Regions from separate parts of the Pan troglodytes genome. Here region 1 is linked to region 2. The links are chromatin contacts, called in public Hi-C maps. All regions are on one chromosome and are shown on one strand. Each heading gives the region's core, a stretch centred on a gene start, on an enhancer-like site or on the middle of the called end of the contact. The rest is flanking DNA. Distances are from core to core; before and after follow the strand shown.

The links. Hi-C and Micro-C count contacts between places; a contact is called where the count stands out from the background.
Region 1: a contact with region 2 is called in a Hi-C map of induced pluripotent stem cells, with 2.3 times the contacts expected there. The contact joins the promoter of PCED1A here to the enhancer-like site in region 2. A contact is called at or near these places in 4 of 7 Hi-C or Micro-C datasets (blood, induced pluripotent stem cells and stem cell-derived neural progenitor cells), 1 of 1 datasets of contacts at active chromatin or transcription factors (stem cell-derived excitatory neurons) and 1 of 1 other capture datasets (stem cell-derived neural stem cells).

The regions. Positions count from the first base shown.
Region 1 is chr21:9,454,543-9,458,615 of NHGRI_mPanTro3-v2.0_pri, reverse strand. It overlaps PCED1A (PC-esterase domain containing 1A), which reads left to right and starts at 2,489. Exons shown (of 8, transcript XM_009436715.4): 1 at 2,489-2,846; 2 at 3,779-3,923. The coding sequence starts at 3,800. It overlaps VPS16 (VPS16 core subunit of CORVET and HOPS complexes), which reads right to left and starts at 3,034. Exons shown (of 24, transcript XM_009436712.4): 1 at 2,885-3,034. The coding sequence starts at 2,937.
Region 2 is chr21:9,390,321-9,394,667 of NHGRI_mPanTro3-v2.0_pri, reverse strand. It overlaps EBF4 (EBF family member 4), which reads right to left. Exons shown (of 17, transcript XM_054674381.2): 16 at 3,053-3,128; 17 at 1,939-2,768. The coding sequence ends at 3,058. Among named protein-coding and RNA genes, the nearest start is that of CPXM1, 26 kb to the left of the region's middle. Within about 2 kb of position 1,772, at least 1 of the 24 cell types and tissues checked has an H3K27ac peak or open chromatin away from gene starts, as enhancers often do. A contact at or near this core is called in induced pluripotent stem cells, where this site is marked.

The DNA of each region.
Region 1 (4,073 bases), core at 1,240-3,739, 63 kb before region 2:
TCCACAGAAACAAGTTGAAATCATTTCCTACTGAATTTATGGAATTTTAATGAAGTTTTTGCAATTTTTTCATACTGCACAGGCATGTTTCTTTTCTTTTTTTTTTTTCCCCAAGATGGAGTCTTGCTCTGTTGCCCAGGCTGGAGTACAGTGGTGCGATCTTGGCTCACCGCAACCTCCGCCTCCCAGGTTCAAGCAATTCTCCTGCCTCAGCTTCCCGAGTAGCTGGGATTATAGGCGTGTGCCACCATGCCCGGCAAATTTTTGTATTTCTAGTAGAGACGGGGTTTCATCATGTTGGCCAGGCTGATCTCAAACTCTTGACCTCGTGATCTGCCTGCCTCGGCCTCCCAAAGTGCTGGGATTACAGGCGTGAGCCACCACGCTCGGCCAATTGCACAGGCATATTTCTAAGAGAGAATTATAAATAAACAACAAATGCAACAGGTCTCTAAAAACTGCCACAGGGCACTTGTCCATCTAGGAAGTATATCACATTAGGTACCAAAAATTACATTTAAAAGTTTTAATATGTCAATGAGAATGGTATACAGTTTCATTAGCACAAACAAATGTCTTCTATTTAAGTAAGACCCCCATGCAATGTCTTTGTGATCTTTACTTGCAATCCATAACATATATCTATCGATAGATAGAGATACATCTATCTATCTATCGATAGATACATCTATCTGTCGACAGATAGATACATCTATGTCTATCTATACAGATACATCTATCTGTCGATAGATAGATACATCTATGTCTATCTATAGATAGATACATCTATGTCTATCTATAGATAGATACATCTATGTCTATCTATAGATAGATACATCTATATGTCTATCTATAGATACATCTATATGTCTATCTATATATAGATACATCTATATGTCTATCTATATATAGATACATCTATATGTCTATCTATATATAGATACATCTATATGTCTATATAGATACATCTATATGTCTATCTATAGATACATCTATATGTCTATCTATATATAGATACATCTATATGTCTATATATATATAGATACATCTATATGTCTATCTATATCTATCTATAGATAGATAGATAGATATATCTATATATAGACGGAGTCTCACTCTGTTGCCTGGACTAGAATGCAATGACGCTATCTCGGCTCACTGCAACCTCCGCCTCCCAGGTTCAAGCGATTCTCCTGCCTCAGCCTCCCAAGTAGCTGGGATTACAAGCACCTGCCATTATGCCCGGCTAATTTTTGTAGAGACAGGGTTTGACCATGTTGGTTAGGCTGGTCTCAAACTCCTGGCCTCAGGTGATTCGCCCACCTTGGCCTCCCAAAGTGCTGGGATTACAGGCATGAGCCACTGCGCCTGGCCTAAAATAATATTTTTAATTTTTCAGAGGGAGTATGCTATGTTGCCCAGGCTGGAGTGCAGTGGTTATTCACAGGTTCTATCATCGGTCCCTATACCCTCAAACTTCTGGGCTCCAGTGATCCTCCTAACTCAGCCTCTCCAGTACCTGGGACTATAGGAACATGCCACAAAGCTCGGCCCAGTAAAATATTTTTTAAAAACTTTAACGGGCAATTATTACATAGCAAGCACTGTTCTAAATATGCACTGGTGATAAAGAGAAGCAAGAAACATGCTTTTGGCCGGGCTCAGTGGTTCACGCCTGTAATCCCAGTACTTTGGGAGGCCAAGGTGGATAGATTGCTTAAGGTCAGAAGTTCAAGACCAGCCTGGCCACCATGGTGAAACCCCACCTCTAGCAAAAAATACAAAAATTAGCCGGGCGTGGTGACAGGGGCCTGCAGTCTCAGCCACTCGGGAGGTTGAGGCAGGAGAATCCCTTGAACCCGGGAGGCGGAGGTTGCAGTGAGCCGAGTGCCCCTGCACTCCAGCCTGGGCAACAGAGGAAGACTCTGTCAAAAAAAAAAAAAAAAAATGCTTTCAGCCCTGAAGGAGCCTGGTTTAGCAGAAGAAACCTATACAAATGTCGCCTAAATATACAAATAGGCCATACCTAACAGACCCTAGCACTGGGCCCAGTGAGGCCCACAGGATTCTACTGGGGGAGAATCAGGCACAGTTCCAGAAAGAACCCTTGAACTACTAAGTCCTGAAGGATGCGCAAAATTCTTCAGTGAGATAAAGAGAGAAATGGCAGTATCCACAGAAACTGCAGACTGGTTAGGGCCTTGTAATTCTGCGCAGCTGGAACGCAAGATTTGGGTAGGAGAGCGGTAGATGAGGTTGGAGAGACAAACGGGCTGCCTTACAGATAGACGTTCCACGAGAAGTTCGTAGTTTTTCCTATTAGGGAAGCTATGGGAAAATCCTAATCTGGGTAACGATGTAACGGGTTTACACTTTAGAAAAATCCGTGGTTTAGGACTCTACAACTCCCATGGGCGGGCTGCCCTAACCCAGGGGTTCCCACTTCCGCTGTTCCGGGATTCACGGACGACTCGCCCCCTTTTCCCAGCCTTGGTCAGCACTGTTACCCCGCCCGCCGTGCGATCCCGCCCCCCTCGGAGCGCCCCTGTGGTCTGACTTCAGCAGCACTTTCCGGCAGGAGACTGGGCACTCGCTGTCACCCGCGAGCTGCCTCCCTCAGCGAGATCTGAGCATCTTTCCGGAGGCTAACAGACCTGGGCTTCGGGGTGACCACTGTGCTTGCCTCAGTTTCCTTTTCTGGAGCAGGGGAAGGCCCGGCTCCCTGCCCAAAGGCGGCAGTGCGCTAAGTGGCAGACGCTCGGGGAAAGCCGGCGCGGGGCGGACCCCAGCGCCAGTAGTGACGGGGGCGAACGCCGCCGGGAGACTCCAGCCGGCGGGCGAGCAGGGTAAGCCAGGCCGTGGGCGGGAGAGCGGGGCAGCTCACCGGTAAAAGGCAGAGTCCCCGAGTGGGTTCCAGTTCGCCGTGTAGCAATCCATGGCTGGTGCAGACGGGAGCTGGGAAGCACCGAGGGGACACCCACCTAGAGCGGGCTCCAGGCCGGCACTTCCGCTTCCGCCCGTCCGGGTCACGTGGCGAGGCCGCCGCCGCGGCCATCACCACTGTGGGCAGCCTCACTTGGCTGCCGCCCCGAGGCCCCAGCCCGTACCTGGGCTTCGCGCCCGCCAAGTGGGCCCAGCCCTGGCTCCTGCGCCCTGTGGCGGCCACCTCGATCGCCTTGCTTTCCCTTCGGGCACTGGGGGTCGCTCAGGGCGGGACATGGGTGAACGGAAGTGGAAGCTGTGAGCGTCGCAGCCCGAGGCGCCGAGGCCTGAGGCGCCGTCGGGGCCACCGCGACGCTCGCATGGAGAGCGCTGGGCGCTGGGCTGTGCACCGACGGCTAACCTGGACCCACGGTCTCTGCGGGGCGGGAGCTTTGCAGAACCGACTGGCCGACTGGGGCGCGGGAACATGAGGCTTGGCTAGGAGCCCGCTGCGGGCCAGGCGCGCGGTGCGCAGGCATACCCGGGTCGCGGGTGAATACCGCGGAGCCCCGGGACTTGGTAATTGGCGCGAGCGGGTGCGCGCATGCGCGGGACGGCGGCGGGCACGTGGCGAGGCGCAGGGCGGCGCCGCGCGGGAAGCTCCCCAGTGCCCTGGAGGCCTGCTGGCTGGACGACCCCCTGCCTCTGGTACCAAGTGTGACCAAGGCTGGCGCCGCCATGGCTCTGCTGCCGTCACCTCCTCCCTTTAGCATTGAGCAGCCCCGGAGGGGCTAGCCCTGAGGCTGACCTGCCCAGAGTCCCCACCATCGCGCTGCTTAGTGGCCTCTCCCTGCAGCCTGTCGTTGCTGGTGGCGGCATGGTCTTCTGTCTGTCGAGCGAGGAGCCGCGCCGCCCGCTGCGAAGCGACATGGTCCACTTCCAGGCCTCGGAAGTCCAGCAGCTGCTACACAACAAGTTCGTGGTCATCTTGGGGGACTCCAGTGAGTGCCTCTTCTAGGGTGACGCTTCCAGTCCCACACCTTGCAGCCCGTTCAGTGTGTCTGGACCATTTGTTTCCATCTCACATCTCTTGTCTGTCTTCTGGTCTGTTCTCGTCCAGTAGGTTTTCTCTTTTTCTGTCCCACACATCT
Region 2 (4,347 bases), core at 523-3,022:
TGGTCAGCAGTTTGACTTGCTCCTCACTGATTATAGACTACAAGAAGGCCTGGTGTGATATTGACTTGGCTAATAGTTTTCATCTCAAATAACAACTCTGATCAGTAGCTTCGTTGAAAATGATCTGTCATCACGGTGGTTTTGTGGCATAGCAGAGGCTCTTGGTGCCCTGTCCACATCATCTCGGATTACTGTCCCAGAATTTGCTGACAATATTCTACAACAAAGCCTAACTGGTGATTTTTCCTCCGTGTAGGTGGGAGGGGCAGGCCAGAAACACTAAAGGGTTAATTTCCTGGAGGCAGCCCTCAGCTCACAGATGGAAAAAAAAATGTTGTATTAGTTTGCTTGGGCTACCATAACAAAATGCCATGGACTGGGTGGCTTAAACCACAGAATTTTGCTTTCTTACAGTCCTAGAGGCCGCAAGTCACAGGCCAAGGTGCCAGTTGATTTGATTCCTGGTGAGGGCTCTCTTCCTGGTTTGCAGACGGCTGCCTTCTCTGTGTCCTTACCTGACAGAGAGAGCGCACTCTGGTGTCTCTTCCTCTTCTTATAAGACCACAACTTCTATTGGATCAAGACTCTACTCTGATGACCTCGTCCAACCTTAATCACCTCCTTAAAGGCTCCATCCTCAATACAGTCACATGGGAGGTTAATGCTTCAACATATGGATTTTAGGGAGGCACAATCCAGGCCATTGCAAACATGGTAACTGGTTAGCTATGTCTGCCGTGGATGAAGGAAAAGGACAGTTTGGACTCAAATGGTGGCTTGAGCAGCACTGTGGGATTGTTAGGGACAGACATCATGTCTCATTTATATCCACCATGGCACCTGACCCATCCTGGGAACCAGAGTGTGACCACTATCCAGTTATCACCTGTGTCCAGTGCAGATTAGAACTTTGCAGGGCCTCAGCTGGGAGGGCCCTGGGCAATGGGAGCTGCTCAGAGCCAAATAAAGCAGGGCGTGGGCAGGCAGGCTTTGGTGCTCTGAGTGGGAGGCCACGCAAGCACTGAGAATGGGACAGGATGACCAGAAGGCAGCATGACCTCTTGCCCTGTGTCCAGGAGAGATGAATCCCAGGTGCTAGCCAAGGACACCAGAGAAAGAAGTAGAGGCCTCTGAAAGACAGGACCAGCCCATGTGCCCTGGCAAGTGTGCCTGTCCAGAAGGCTGCATTTGCAGGTCATGGACGCATGGGTTGAAAGGGCCAGGGTGTCCAGAGGCCAGAGCCCAGGAGCAGGGCCAGGAAGAGAAAGAGGAAAGCCTGAGGCCTGGGGCTAGACACAGGGCTCACCGGATCATGGGTCAACAAAGTGGCTTTCAGGGTCAGACAGCCAGACCATCGTCCAGGGGACATATCTCAGGGGGACAACTGGGACTCATCCTAGAGGGGTGGGTGGTGGAGTGAATGGGCATAGGAATCCTGCCTCCTTACCCTCCTTCCACCCAAACTCTGAGGCAGGTGAGCCATAAGGTGCCTAGGCCTGGGGGTGGGGGCCGTGGGATGGGATTGGGGTGTGGCTCAGATAAACAGCCCTGGGAGCCACAAGCTGCCCCACCCAGCCCAGGCGTGGCCCTGCAGCCTCTGTGTTGGATTGGATCTGATTTCTGAGCCTCTGGACATCTGGGTCATATTTGGTTTGGTCTGTCCTGGTTCTCAGCAATGTCCTGACAACCACCACTTTGATCTTGACTGGAGAGCTGGGCAGCTGAGTCCTCAGCGGCCCTATTATGCTCCCAGGCAGAGCTCAGGCCTGCTAGCCTGCTCCCCCTCCCCCAACAGTCCCCAAGAACAGACGTGGGGCAGGGAATACTTGCTTTAGTCAAACTCTGGGGCTGCTTAAAAAGCCCGAGGCGCAAGAGGGCTCCCCGGGGGCAGGGTTTGGAGCCTCCTCTAGAGCTGCTGAACTGCTAAGAAAAGCAAACTCACACCAAGGAGGCAGGTGAGAGGCCGGGCGGGCACCACCTGCATCTGGTTTATTGTTCTGTTTTCTCCAAACTTAGCAGAGCAGAATGTGAGGCCGCCTGGGCCCGCTGCATGGGGCCAGCCAGAGTCATTGTGAGTGTGTGGGGCCAGAGTCCATGAGACATCCACCGGGGGAAGACCCCAAATACAGGAGGCCTGGCACCCCCTCTTCTGCCTCCTCCATGCCCAAAGCCCCCACAGGGAGGCATGATGCGGCAAGCATGAGAGTGCAGGTCTCAAAGGAAGTGGGGGCAGCTGCGGGGCCAAGCAGCTGTTGGAAGCTCCACGGGAGCCTGGGCAGGCCTCCCGAGGCTGCAGGGCTCCACCCTTTCGCTGCAGAGAAGTTGGGATGCTGGGCAAGTTGAGATGGGTCAGATGCAAACAGGACCTTTCCAGGTCACTTCTCCCTGAGCTGTCCTCTTTCCCACGGTCCCCATCCCACGCTCCCCTCACTCAACAACCCTGGTCTGCACAAAATCCATCTCTTTCAGAGGAACCAAGACCCAGACAGTGAGGCCCAGAATCCCAGCACCTCCCTGGGATGCTGTCCTGCCAAGAGCATCTGCACAGTGCTGGGGCTTCTGACTACCCCAAGACAGGGAGGCGAGAGAAGCCTGTGGGGCTGCTAGCGGGGAGGCTTGAGCATGGGGTGAAGGCCTCTCCCCGTTCAGCTCACGGGTTGAGGTCTGCCCATGGCCCTGGCCCTGCATCTGTCTGTGCCACCATCCAGGGTGTGGCTGTGAATCCCAGAGGGACCTCCAGTCCGGGCTCCATGGGAACAGCTGCAGACCTGGTGGGGCGAGAGAGGGAGAGAAGAAGGTCGGGGAGGAAGGCTGGCTGCCAGGGGACAGGAAGCCACTTCTCTCTATCTGGTCAGCTTGGGTTACTGGGGTGGGCTAAGTACCTCAGAAAGCTGTCTAGATGGGCCCCGGGGAGGAAGACTTGGACCCCAGCTCCCCATCCCTGTGGGGCTGCTAGCGGGGAGGCTTGAGCACGGGATGAAGGCCCTTAGAGAGCAAGCACATCTCAGGGCCAGGTGGGGCAGGGGGGGGCCAGACCCAGCCAGAGACCTACCGTAATTAGGAGTACGCCAGGCCCTGAAGCCCCCGGGCTGGAGAGTGGAACTTGTCAGAATCCTCAAAAGACTGGTCTGCAGTAGTCAAGGAAAAAGGAGCCATAAGCCATGTGCCACCTGGGAAGCCACCTGCCTGTCACTCTCTGGGCTGGAGACAGCAGGCAGGGGATATAGCACTTTCTGAAGGCAGTCAGCCATCCCTAGCCCTGGCCCACGGCAGCACTGCAGATTGGGGTGAGGGGTGCCTCTCAGATGCTCAGGGGATGCAGCCCACGCCCTTGCTCCCTACCTCCCTCGAGAGAGACGACCCCAGGCTCCTTCTCCCAGGGTGGCCTCCTTCAGAGGGCCCATCTGCTTCCTCAAGCACATGGCCATGTACCAGGGCAGAAAAGGAAAGAGGCCAGCCTCCAGGAGTACTGACTGACATACCCACAGCAGCATCCTCTCTGCCTCCCACACCTACGAAGTTCGTCACTCCACCACTCCCCACCCCTACCTGACCCCTCCCATGGTTCTCTTTGCTGGCAGGAGAAATTGGTGACCCTCTGTTCTCTCCATCCTTCACATTCTAAGCTCCAGACACACCTAAGAAAAATTATCCAAAACTTGGAAATAAGGCAAAAAAAGTGACTGTGTATCCTTTCAAAGCCACCGTAGAGCATTATCAAATAAGCCCATCTTAAGAGTCATCTTATTCTGGGGCATGTGACGTCTTTTGACTTCACGCTACTGGCTAGGGCCCAGGCTTTGCTCGGTTGGATGGATGTTCACTTGGAGGAGGCTGAGAAATGGCCGATGACTTCTCATTGGTAGAAAAGACAGTCCCCAGAGGAAGGTTACAAGTTTATTGCTCTGTAGAAGCAGTTTGCAGCCAGCAATCTTATTTCAGCCCTCCTTGTTTTACTGGCTTCAGTCTCTCACTGTCTCCTTTAAGCCGCTCTGTCATCCTGTTAGCTCCCTCACTGATGAGTTAAATAAATCTTTGGCATATATTTGTATGTTATTTATTTATTTACTTATTTACTGAGACAGAGTCTTGCTCTGTTGTCCAGGCTAGACAGACTGGAGTGCAATGGTGCAATCTCAGCTTACTGCAGCCTTGACCTCCCAGTCTCAAGTGATCCTCCCACCTCAGCCTCCCGAGTAGCTGGGACTACAGGCATGCGCCACCACACCCAGCTCATTTTTGTATTTTTTTTAGAGACGAGGTTTTGCCATGTTGCCCAGACTGGTCTTGAACTCCTGATCTCAAGCGATCTGCCCACCTCGGCCTGCCAAAGTGCTAGGATTACAC